Regions from separate parts of the Sus scrofa genome. Here region 2 is linked to region 1. Evidence: chromatin contacts called from public HiChIP or PLAC-seq data. All regions are on one chromosome and are shown on one strand. The core of a region is the stretch at or near the end of the contact, and the rest is flanking DNA. Distances in the headings are between cores, read along the strand shown. Region 1 overlaps ADAMTS5 (A disintegrin and metalloproteinase with thrombospondin motifs 5). Region 2 has its middle 130 kb from the start of N6AMT1.

Region 1 (6,319 bases), core at 969-3,468:
TTTTTTGACTTTTTAGGGCTGCACTTGCGGCATATGGAAGTTCCCAGTCTAGGGGTCGACCTGGAGTTACAGCTGCTGGCCACAGCCACAGCCACAGCCATGCCAGATCTGAGCCATGTCTGTGACCTACACCACAGCTCATGGCAACACCAGATCCTTAACCCACTGAGCGAGGCCGGGGATCGAACCGCATCCTTATGGTTACTAGTCGGATTTGTTTCCATTGTGCCATGATGGGAACTCCTACTTCTATTTCCTTTTCTAATTAACTAGTTCATTCACTTTTATTAAAAAGTGAGGTATCACTGTTTAGCGTTATCTTTTGGAGGGCAAAGTATGTTTGATAATTGTTGTACTTATTGCTGTGTTTTATTAAAAAGATTTCATTTTCTTAAGCTAAAACCGTAATTTTAAACCGCTATTAAAACTTTTTTTTCACATTCCTCATAGGCAGAGAATATTTCACTATGTGTTGATTTTTGGCTGCTGTATTTTCTTTAGGGACTTAAGTTCACTTTGAAAGTGTAATTGCCTAAGCAAGTATATGGGAGCAGTAAAATAGAAACCAGTACTTAAATTCCAATTAGTATGTATTAATCATGACCTTAAATTTCTTGACTCTCTTCTTGACATCTTTTAACCAACCCTCTTCTTACCATCAAAGCAGAAAACCACAAACATAATATTTGAATGAAATGTAAATTACCATCCAACAGCATCACTGATAATAATTCAGTCTGATGCTTTATTAATTGAGCATCTTTAGTTTCAGAATGGAGTCCTAGATCTGTCTCCATGTTCTTTGTTTTATCTCAGGCAAGAGATTCTGACAATGAGTCTCTGTTTCTTCCCTAGTAGGTAGACTAATAATGAATGAGGCTTGGCTCCCTGGTGGCTGCACCAGGAGACCTGGTATGACCATAAATGTTTTTAAAACACAAATGGCATTTGAACTTCAGGGACGAGATTATGTTTTCACCTATCTTTCACTCATGCCTATTAACTGATTAAAAAATACAGCCTGACATTGATCCTTCATCGATGTTTATTACATCTCTGGGTATGCACGCATGTGTAAGTGGAAGAAATACAAGAGCTGCCTCAGACAACATTCTAATTTTGCAGCAAAGCTAAGACAAGTATTAGTATTAGTAAAGTATTAGTTCAAATACTCAAGAGCATTTGATTACACAGAGACAATTGAAAAAGTACACCAGTCATTAATCACAGTGGAAGTTTCATAAGAAAAGTTCTAAGCCTTGGGTAGGTAGAGGCTGGTTCATCTCAGATGGAGCAGAGGAAAGATAAGGAATAAGCAACAGAGCAGAATCATGGCAGCAAACATCCATAAGATCATAAGCCCTAAATCCTAACCGTCTAAAGTAGCGATTACAGATTCCATGGAGGAAGAGCTATTTCTTCCTTTAATTCTCTAGTGATCCATTTTCACACATTGGCAGCATCTGGGAGGTTTCTTTGTAGAGGAACCACCGTGGCAGAAAATGCAGCTTCTTGGAGGCTGCACTGACCCTCAAGGCAACTGGACTGGAATGAAGAACCTTCCAGCGTCACCCTTCCTGACCCTCCTGAGCTCCTAAACCAAGGGATTAATTACCTGGCAGGCACAGCAGTCAGAGAGGGAGAAGGCCAGGTGCCTTTGAGTAAGAACAAGCATTTTATTAACATTTGTATATGTGCAATAAGAACTTTTCTTAATACAGGAAGAGTAAACATCGTTTTATAAGATAACAGTGCAGGAAAACTGTGGCTTTCTATGCAAAAAATCAAACCTAAATCTTTGATGTCTGAGTACACTCTGTGTTCCCTTTAATTTCTCGGTTGAATCACTTCTATTTACCTCTTTAGAATGCTCTATAATTCATTCTTCAATCAAACAGCGCCTACTTAATTTCCCTTTTTGCATTACATATGGCCTAATCCGAGAAATGTAAGGTTTGGGGGCAGGTGGATATGAATTTAATTTCCCTTTCACAAGGAGACCTGGCTTTCATTCACTTTATTTTCTAATTGCTTTATTATTCTTTAATTTCACGTTTTGCCTAAATATTGCAAACATGTGTTGTGAAGTATGAGCCTTAAACATTTTAGAGAAGATAACCTTACAAAATATTTCCTAATCATCTGTATGCTATTACAGAGCTTTGCCTCTGCAGCCAGGGCGATCTTGGGTAACACAGCTTGATGTTCTGTTTCCAGCACTTTATTTTTAGATGGTTGCTTGAAGCCATCAGCTGGAATTAACTATGCTCTGGATTCTAATTCTCCTCCTTTCTTCTTATGTAATTTCCTCCTTTGCCTTTTATTAGACATTTATTACTTTCCAGATTTGGAGGTTATATATACAGGCTGCATATGGTGATAAGATGACGTTGTGAAACCTCGGTTTGGCTAGAGTGTTTTGAATTTGCCTGAGCCCATTCCAAAATGAGCAATTTGCTTCATCACACAGTGTAAATATGTGCCTGTGCTCAAAACATAAGCTGTGGAGAAAATTTCCAGGCTGTTCCCATGATTTTTCTACTTTGTTTCTTCTATAAGCAGTAAAAGGCTGTATTTAATTAAGAATAACACTTTGGGGAGTTCCCTTCGTGGGTGGGTCGGCGTTTAACAAACCCTACTAGGATCCATGATGATGCAAGTTCGATCCCTGGCATCACTCAGTAGGTTAAGGATCTGTCATTACGGTGAGCTGCGGTGTGGGTCGCAGACGCAGTCCGGATCCTGCATTGCTGTGGCTGTGGTGTAGGCCAGTAACTTTAGCTCTGATTTGACCCCAGCCTGGGAACCTCCATATGCTGAGGGTGCTGCCCTATAAAGACAAATGATAAAAAAAAAAAAAAAAAAAAAAGAAAAGTTCTCTGTTCTTTTTCTCCCTTTTCCTTGTTTCCTTTCATTCCCTCCATCTAAAAATGTCCCTGCATTGAGAATTATCATGTAAGATAAAGAGAGGCAAATCTGAAATCCTTACCCTATATCTCTTCTATTCATGATATTCAAGTCATAATGAAGTGACTTCAGTGAACATTTCTGAAAAATGATTCTTCATGTGCCCTGTGCTAATGGGAACACTTCTCTTTCCCTGCTAATTCTTTACAAAAAAAAAAAGCTGGATTTTGGAGAGGCATAGCCAACTGATGTCAATACAGCCTTCTGGAAAATAAGAGTTGGATGCACCTAGACTCTGCAGAGGCAGAGACAAATTACCTGCTTTCTTGCTACGTTAAGTGCATGTCAACATTGCGTAAATTGTTAGGATGTTTAAGGAGTTCCCGTCGTGGCGCAGTGGTTAAGAATCTGACCAGGAACCATGAGGTTGCGGGTTCGATCCCTGGCCTTGCTCAGTGGGTTAAGGATCCGGCATTGCCGTGAGCTGTGGCATAGGTTGCAGACGTGGCTTTGATCCCCCATTGCTGCGGCTCTGCTGTAGGGGTCTCCGATTAGACCCCTAGCCTGGGAACCTCCATATGCCACAGGAGCAGCCCTAGAAAAGGCAAAAAGACCAAAAAAAAAATTGTTAGGATATTTAAGAAAGTTGTTTTAAACTATCAAGAACACAATCCCTATCCCTGGGCCTTCGGTGGAGGTAAGAATGTGGTTCTAGCATAGTGCAATCCGAATGCGAACTGGAGCAAATGTCAAGTGAATCTAAGTTTACATTCGGAGTTTATATTTTTAACTTGTCAAATATTTATTATTGGCTCGTGATAATAAAGATTTCGCCTGCTGCGCATGGCTCTTCAACATAATAATTTTGTCGATGTTGGGCCAGCTTCTAATGTGGTGGGGGAACAATCCGATTTTATTTAGGCTAATGAAATCCATAGTTTGCAAACATGCTGAAGCTTCAGCTTTAGCGCAGTTAATTATAAAATGTGCTAAGTGAATCTCTCCACCTTGAAAGACTCCAGAATATTTCCTAAGCTCAAGTCAGGCAACTCAGGGTCAAATCTTCCACGGGAGGCTTTAGGAAGTGGTCGAGACACAGCAGTATGGCTGCCTGTGTTTTGCTGCGGTTGGAGCAAGTTCTCTGGTTGTGCTGATCTGCATGTGACTCTGCTCCCACAGATGATTAGATTAAACAGGGCCTGTTTTGAAAAGCTGCAGAGGCCCTTGAAACACCATAGACCAAAGCCAAGGGCACAGAATCAGATGTCAGGACTGGTTGTGAGATGTGAGGTGAAAGGAAGCTGGGATTAAACTTGGTATTTACCCTCAAACCCATAGCTTTAATCAACATGAACTGAGCAGTTTTTTTCTATCCAGTTTGGAGTGGTGCCACACTGTGTCTTTCTTGGCCCTTAGATGAAAGGTGGGAATAGGTCTCTGCTCCACGTCTGGAGGCAGTATTGAAAGATTTAGTGCTTAGTATCAGTTGGTTCCTTTTTTAATCAGATCCCAGTTCGTTTTTCTCAAGGGGAGGGCTACGTGTGTGGAAAGCCAACAGGTTGAAGGGGGCATAAAATAAATATATCATACCCTTAATGTGTTATTTTTTTTTCCCTCTTATGTTTAGAAACTTGCCCCTTCTCTTCCCAAATGAAGAGTGTCTAGGCGTTCCTGTTGTGGCTCAGCGGTAAAGAACCTGACTAGTATCCATGAGGACGTGGGTTCGATCCCTGGCCCCACACAGTGGGTTAAGGATCTGGTGTTGAGGTGCAGGTCACAAATGCAGCTTGGATCTGGCGTTGCTGTGGCTGTGGTGTAGGTTATCAGCTGCAGCTCTCATTTGACCCCCTAGCCTTGGAACCTCCATAGGCTGGGGGTGCAGCCCTAAAAAGAAAAAAAAAATAGGATTGTCCAGTAATGTTAAAATTTATCAAAACTACTGAAGACTAGAATACCCATAAGGAAAGTTATAACAGACCCAAAATATCAGTGAGAAGCATAAAGTTAGCTAACAATCACTGGGCATGAATGTTTGTCAAGCGCATAGTCTAAGCCCTTTGCATCTTTTACATCCTTTAAGCCTCACAGAATCCCATGAGGTAAGTACTATCAATGAGTCCCTAGGAGAGCAGGATGCTGACACGTAAGGAAGTTTCTAAACTGGTCTAAGGTCAACAACTAGGATACTGCAAGGGTAAAATTTGAACCAAACTCATCTGGCTCCAGAGCCCAGGATTTGGACGCTATCCTATAATGGTTTATGTTCCTTTTGAAGGAGGTAATCCTGAATTTGATTCAAAAGGATATTGACACAGCTATTTATAAGGTGAAAAAAATTTGTTTTCTTCCTCCCAGATTACATCATGGATGTGATATTAAACATGTATGTGTAATGTTTTGGAATAGGAGTTTGAGTTTTATCACTTCTACACTGGGATTGGCATTTGAATAGACATGTAGGATGCAGTTTTTGGAGCTCCTGGTTTCCTTCATCGAGGAGTCTAGATTCTGATCCCATGTGAGGTTTTGACTCCCTTTTCAACCCATAGTAAGACCTTCCCTGCACCTCAGTAATCCCGGCTGGAAAATTAGGTAAAATGAAAACATGACCTCATTAAGAAACAGATGCTTCATCTGAGCAGTGCTTTCTTAAATAAACACATTACAGAGCTTTTTGGGACACTTGTTTAGGATGTGGTGCTGTGTCCCCTTGTCCATTGGTCAGTCTGGGGTCAGGAGACAAGAGCTTGAAATTTTGTTTAATTTACAGACCGAAGTTTAGAAAAACAGCCAAATTTCCTTCCTGAGGTTAATGTTGTAAGTCAGCCCTAGCCGTACAGTAATACCTGAGTTGAATAAGAAGCTGAACCAACATTTTCCTTTAAAGTAATGTCTCTTCACCTCGGGTGTACATTTTCCTCCGATTTTTCTAACACGATTCCCTTTGTGAATTTAAGGAGGAAAGAAACTTTTAAAATCTACTTTGTGAATATCAAAGATGAAATTTGTTTAATGAAATGTCAACCATTTGCCAATTTAAAAAGATAATTATTGTACTAGAAAAATTATCAGGTGACTAATAGTTCACTATTTCTGAACTCAGAATAGAATTCAGACTCTTAGCCTAGAGACTTTGCTTTGATGTAATTTACCATGAAATTCATTTCCTTAACATAATTCAAATAAACCCCTTTCTGAAGTTACTTTGTGTGATGGGCATGCATCAGCAGTGCTGTCGTATTTATGATGTGATTTAATATCTATTAAGAATAGACTAGGAGTTCCCCCTGTGGCACAGAGGGTTAAGGATCTGATTACTGTGGCTTAGATTGCTGCAGGGGCACAGGTTCAATCCCCTACCTGGCACAGTGGGTTAAAGGATCTCTCGTTGACGCAGCTGTGGCATATGTCA
Region 2 (6,319 bases), core at 1,356-3,855, 1.7 Mb before region 1:
CCCAGGCCAGGGGTCAAATCAGAGCTGTAGCTGCTGACCTATACCACAGCCATAACAACGCAGGATCCGAGCCATGTATGCGAACTATATCACAGCTCATGGCAATGCTGGATCCTTAACCTACTGAGTGAGGCCAGGGATTGAACCTGTGTCCTCATGGATAATAGTCAGGTTTGTTACCACTGAGCCACTACAGGAACTCCCCAGAGTGATTTCTTAATAGGCTTGAAGTCTTCCAAATTCTTCCCTTCCCACCATAAAGTCCCCATGCCCCAAATATTATAAGCCTTCCATGGTGAGCAATGCCTGAGACTCAAACCTCTATTCTCCGCCCCCCACCCCCTTCACTCTTGACAATGGGACTTGTTTGTGCTCTTCAAGCCTGTGGAGAGATGCTTCCCCACCTGAGGGTTTTTGAACTAGCTCTCACATCTTCCTGGAGTGCTCCAGCTCCCCTGAACTTCATATTAGATCGATTACATTTTTATTTTTAAATTAAAAAAATTATTAAAAAAATTTGGTCACATTCACAGCATTCGGACGTTCCCCAGGCCAGGGATTAAACCCAAGCCACAGCACGGACAATGCCAGACCCTTAACTGCTAGGGGAACTTCAAGATAGATTAAATTTTTGATTGGCTCAGCTTAATATCGCCTCCTTTCAGATCGCTCAACATAAAACAGCTTCACTTTGTCCCACAGCATCATAACCCTGATTCTCAACATAGCTTATCTATTTCATAAGCTATGCTTATTACACACACAGTTCTTTAAAAAAAAAAGTCTATTTTCTGTTGATTGTCTTCATATTAGCATGCATGGTAGTGAGAAAGGCCCTTGCTTATCTCACTCACCTCTGCCTTCTCAGGGCCCAGTGATCCTTGTGAATGAATGCAGGGGTGATGCTGGGTTTAATTCTTCTTATCTCACAGCACCGCATTTCTCGTTATCATCTGCTTACTGAAATGACAGGCGTCCACGCTGTGGTGAGGAACACCAACTCTGAAGGCAGATGGACAGGGCTTGGATCCAAGCTCGGCTCCTAACCAGAAGGGGACCTTTAGACAAGTGAGTTTCTCGGAATCTCAGTTCCCTCCTCTGCAAAGTAGAGCTAATAATAGTATTCACCTCGAGGTATAATTGAGAAATTAAAGGTGTAAACATGGTAACAGTGATAAAGTACAGAGAACCCAGCTGGCCGCGTAGTAAGTCCCCTTTAATTGCCAGGGGTTCTTACTGTAGGATGTAAGGATATTACTTATGTCATATAGTTTTGTTCTGTATATGTAATACGAAAATTTCATGCTTTTATTATTTATATATTTACACGATAGAAGTAGCATTAGCTACTTTCTTTCTTTTCTTTCCTTTCTTTTTTTCTTTTTTCTTTTCATGGCTGTACCTGGAGCATATGGAAGTTCCTGGGCTAGGGGTCGATTCCAAGCTGCAGCTGCAGGCCTATGCCACAGCCACAGCAACACCAGATCTGAGCTTTATATGTGACCTATACCACTTAACCAGATCCTTAACCCACTGAATGAGGCCAGGGATTCAACCTGCATCCTCACAGAACCCACGCTGGGTTCTTAACCCGCTGAACCACAATGGGAACTCCTATTTTTATTATCCTATTATTTGATAGAGTAGCAAATAAAAAGTGCTATAAAATTTGTGAAGTACCATAAAATAGATGCCAGCCAATTTTTCCTTAGCTGGCGCTGTTACAAAATTCAGACATGTTTCTCCTGGTAGCCTTTCCTCCTTTCTTTCTTCCTCCCTCCTTCCTTCCCCTCCTCTATTTCAAAGAGCTGTTATTGGGAGTTTCCATTCCAGCTTAGTGGAAATGAATCCCACTAGTATGCATGAGGATGTGGGTTCCATCCCTGGCCTTGCTCAGTGGATTGGGGAATCCAGCGTTACTTTGAGCTATGGTGTAGGTCATAGATGCAGCTCGGATCTCGCGTTGCTGTGGCTGTGGTGTAGGAGCTCTGATTCCACTCCTAGTCTCGGAACTTCCAAATGCTGGGGCTAAGGCCCTAAAAAAGCAAAAAAAAAAAAAAAAAAAAAGCTTTTGTTTCTTTATTGTAAGAACACTCAACATGAGATATACCCTCAACTCTTTTTGAAGTGCACAACATATTTATGGGCACGATGTTGACAGCAGATCTCCAGAAGTTAAAGCATCTTGTATAGCTGAAACTTTGCGAACGTTTTTGACATAGTAGCGGTAGAACATGCTGTTACAAAAATTTTCCTGTAGGTGGCAGCAGAGGTCTAAGGTTTGGAAAAAACTCCAGGGTCCTTGCAGACATCCTATATCATCAGAAAGGGTGAGAAAAATTATCCCATGGGTCTGTTTTGTATCTTAAAATTCCCTTTCATAATTGTTTCTGGGAAGGGGTGTGTCATGGTATTTCGGGAAGCGCTCTAATGCAAATGATATCTGGGAAGCGGGAGCTTGCCTATTATTCATCAAAACCTCAGGCAAAATGAGAACATTGGTGCATTAATAGGATGCAAGGAAGTGGAACTGAAGGTGGAAGTGAGATAGGGGCGGGTAGCAGGAAGAAAAGCGCTTGGGTTTGGGCGCGTCCCAGGACGCCTTGATCTGCAGCGAAGGGCACAGCCAGGTAAAGCCAGAACTGAAACCTTTAAATCACCCCTCCAGAGCAGTTCCCTCTTGGCCGAATTTAAAAAGTGAACGCCTGGAAAAACATCATCCATGAAATTTAAATAACATGCAGATTACACAATATGTATATGTCAGATTCTCTGTATCTTTTATAGATCAGGGGAATCATAAACTAGCTAAAAGGAACCAGGAATGTTGCAAGGATTCAGATAATGACGCTCTGCAATTAAATGTGAAGTTCTTCTTAGCCACCACCAGAGGCAGTATTACCCCACAAAACGATTAAACCAACCCGTTCATTTTGTGAGCTAAGTGGACCGCGTATTAACTACGGGCTTTCCACTTGTAGCAGTAATTGGAATTAAGCTTGTAAGGAACAATTACTTTTATTTGCGCTTTTTACATAGATAAAATATACTTTTGTTGTTTCTGTGTTACTTAGGTATAAAGTTATTGTCTGGGATTTTCAAATGGGAGCCTAAAGGGTGTATTATCTGTGACCCTGCATTTGAGGATTCAAAATTATCAGTGAAAAACAAACAAACAAACAAACAAACAAACAAAAAACAGCATAGGAGTTGAAGTATAAAGCCTCAGGGCCAGAATATATCAACTGCTGCAAAGTTGCAAGACAAACAACATAAGTTTGTTCCGTTCATAATTAACTCTTTTTGATTGGCAGCCTATGGCTTTTTTCCTAATAGCATAAACAGAATGGTTACAAAATATGATTCCTATGGTTTACATGTTTTATAACCATTTGTGTATAAAATAGATCTCGGTAAGTGCATTCATGGTTGAAGAGTTTGCCAAGGTGATTATCAAATGAGATCCTGTGTGTAAACTGCCTTGCCTGAGCCTTAAGCATAGCAGAGAATTGTAATAAACGGAAGCTGCTGCTTCGTTTATTAAGAGAAATAATAGATTAGGGAATAGGCACAACAGTCCTTTCCTATGGTGAGACAGGAGCAGCCAAACGGTGAAATATCAGGCTGATGCTTTAGTGGGAATATAACAGGGTGAGCTGGCTCTGCTTCCCTAGCTGGCTGTATCAGCGCAGGAAAAACAACACAGGGTTCTGTCTTCAAGAGGCGCTGCAGACCATGGAGCCCAACAGTGAACTGATCACACCTTTCAAGAATAGCAAATCTATAGTTTTCTATATTGCTCCATTTAGATGAAATTTCCAATGCAAACTTAAAGAACACTTTTGTGGCAGTTTTTGCTGGGATCAACTGAGTGCCTGGTTTCTTGGAGAGCTTCAGAGCGACACACTATTGGGTAGCCACAGTGACATTGCAGGTTCAGGATACCCTTGGACCATACAGGGCATAATAAGCAAAGATGAGTGGTCTTAATGGCTGGTATCATCCAGGTTTCACCACTTCTCTTGTTTTTGGCTTCTTCCTCTTCTAGTAGGTATAATTCCTTAAGATCCCTTGTTTGAACCAATTTAGACTCTAGTTGTGCTTCCAGCTTTTCTTCCCTCTCTTCCTCCCTCCCTCCCTTCTTTCCACCTCTTCCTCCCTCCCACACCTTTCTTTCTAGGTATCTTAACCCAGCCTTGTTACTTACTTCTATTTGTCTTAGACCCAAACATCAGAAGCAAACTCTTTAACTTATTTCTTGTTATGGACTGAATTATGTTCTTCCTTCTCCCCATTTACATGTTGAAATCCTCACCCCTCAGGATCTCGGGCTGTAACTGTCTTTGGAGATAGGGTCTTTCAGGAGGGAGATGAAGGTTAAGTGATGTCATCAAGCTGGCCTGATGTGATGACTGATTTCCTTATATGACGACTTTAGGACACCAGACACACAGAGGGGAGACCCTGTGAAGACACGGAGAAGACGGTGGTTTCCGAGCCCAGGAGAGAGGCCTCAGAGGAAACCAAACCTGCTGATGTCTTAATCTTGGACTTCCAGCCTCCAGATCTGAGAGACCATAACTTTCTGTGGTTTAAGTGGCCCAGTTTGTTACTTTGTTACAGCAGCCTTAGTGAACAAATACATTCCTATAGAATATATATATAGTATATTATGTATATATATCCTATAGTATTAGAATATTATTCTATATTATATATATTCTATAATGTGTATTCTATAATATTATAGAATATATATTACAGATACATTTTATGTAGAATATATATATGTATTATTATGGAATACTTCAGGAATTTGTGCCTCATCATTGCTCAGAAGCCATGCTTATCTTCTCTGTGTTCTTTTTTTTTTTCCCCTGGCCACACCCTTGGCATGCAGAAGTTCCCAGACCAGGGATCAAACCCACGCCACAGCATGACCATGGCAGATCCTTAACCCATTGTGCCACCAGGGAACTCTATCTCTGTATTATTCTAATTTTAGTATATGTGCTTCTGAAGCTAGCTTTCCCCTTAGATTCCTTAGCCTCTAAAATTTACCAAACTTTTTTTTTTTTTTTTCTTTTTAATAGGCTTTCCTGCACCTAGGGCCTCACCCCTACCGTCACCACACCTCACTGTTGCTGCCCACCTGGCCTTTGCGTGTGTGTGCACGCTCACAGACACTGAATCACAGCATTTCTGAATGGTTTCAGGGCACCTCTACCAGGCACGGCATGTTAATTCATTTTAATATTTAACATCACCCTGTGTGCCTAAGCGTCATCAGGAAGTGGAACAAACTTAAAAATGGTGGTGTGGGGGTGGGGAGAGATGGGGGCCACGACTAAAGAGAAGATGTTGGTCTAAAACTTTCTCTTACTGTTGTGCAAAAGAGACGCTTCTCCCTCAGGCCAACGGCCACGTGTCTACTGGGCTCCTTAAAATTCCCGTGTTTGGGTGAAAATACTGCAGATGGCAGCATGACCTCACACATGATGATTTTAGAGCAAAGCCGCTGCATCATTGTCCCACTTTTTCTTCTTTTTTTTTTTCCTAGTGGGTAAGTTACTGGAACCTTTTTAAAAATGATTATTTATGGTGAAAACTTGGACAGGCAATTATGCCTGTTTTTCAAGTTCACTTCCATGGCCTGTACTACAAAGTACCAATCAGTAACATCCCCTTGAAAACCCTCTAGGCAAAAACGTTGTTATTCTAGCTACCCACTCGGAGCATCCCAAGGTTAGATTTCAACCTTATTTTGAAATGAACCTTCAGAGATAGTCCCAACCTTCTTTCAAGTTTCTAAAGAGAAATTTTGCCAAATGTTAACAAAGAAATAATTATTCTCAGAACTTAGGGAAATAAAGTGATGAGACCAAGAGCTGCCTTTTAGACTGAGGCCAACATACTACCCTGTAACGGACTTAGAGACACAGTTCAGTTTTCCTCCCATTCATTTTTTTTTTTTTTTTTTTGGTCTTTTTAGGGCCACACACATGGCATATGGAGGTTCCCAGGCTAGGGGTCTAATCGGAGCTGCAGCTGCCGGACTAAACCACAGCCACAGCAACATGGGATTTGAGCCACATCTGTGACTTATGCCATAGCTCACAACAACCCTGGATCCTTAACTGAGTGAGCCCAGGAATGGAACCCACATCCTCATGGACACTAGTCAGGTTCTTAACCTGCTGAGCCGCAAAGGGAACGCCTCCCCCCATTCATTTTTAACCAATGAAAATAATTGCTTCGGGAGCTGCAATAATGTCTGTTTTCAGCAAAAGCTAAAATTCTACACAGCAGTTCAGCAAAT

Evidence for each region. HiChIP or PLAC-seq counts read pairs in DNA pulled down with a chosen protein or histone mark.
Region 2: an H3K27ac HiChIP or PLAC-seq map of skeletal muscle shows a contact between it and region 1, with 7 times the contacts expected there. The contact joins two enhancer-like sites. A contact is called at or near these places in 3 of 47 Hi-C or Micro-C datasets (embryonic fibroblasts, fetal skeletal muscle and mesenteric adipose tissue) and 1 of 2 datasets of contacts at active chromatin or transcription factors (skeletal muscle).

The regions. Positions count from the first base shown.
Region 1 is chr13:190,390,605-190,396,923 of Sscrofa11.1, reverse strand. The region is part of intron 2 of ADAMTS5 (A disintegrin and metalloproteinase with thrombospondin motifs 5); the gene reads left to right. Among named protein-coding and RNA genes, the nearest start is that of ADAMTS5, 19 kb to the left of the region's middle. Within about 2 kb of position 2,218, at least 4 of the 83 cell types and tissues checked have an H3K27ac peak or open chromatin away from gene starts, as enhancers often do. A contact at or near this core is called in skeletal muscle, where this site is marked.
Region 2 is chr13:192,119,672-192,125,990 of Sscrofa11.1, reverse strand. No RefSeq gene overlaps it. Among named protein-coding and RNA genes, the nearest start is that of N6AMT1, 130 kb to the left of the region's middle. Within about 2 kb of position 2,605, at least 23 of the 83 cell types and tissues checked have an H3K27ac peak or open chromatin away from gene starts, as enhancers often do. A contact at or near this core is called in skeletal muscle, where this site is marked.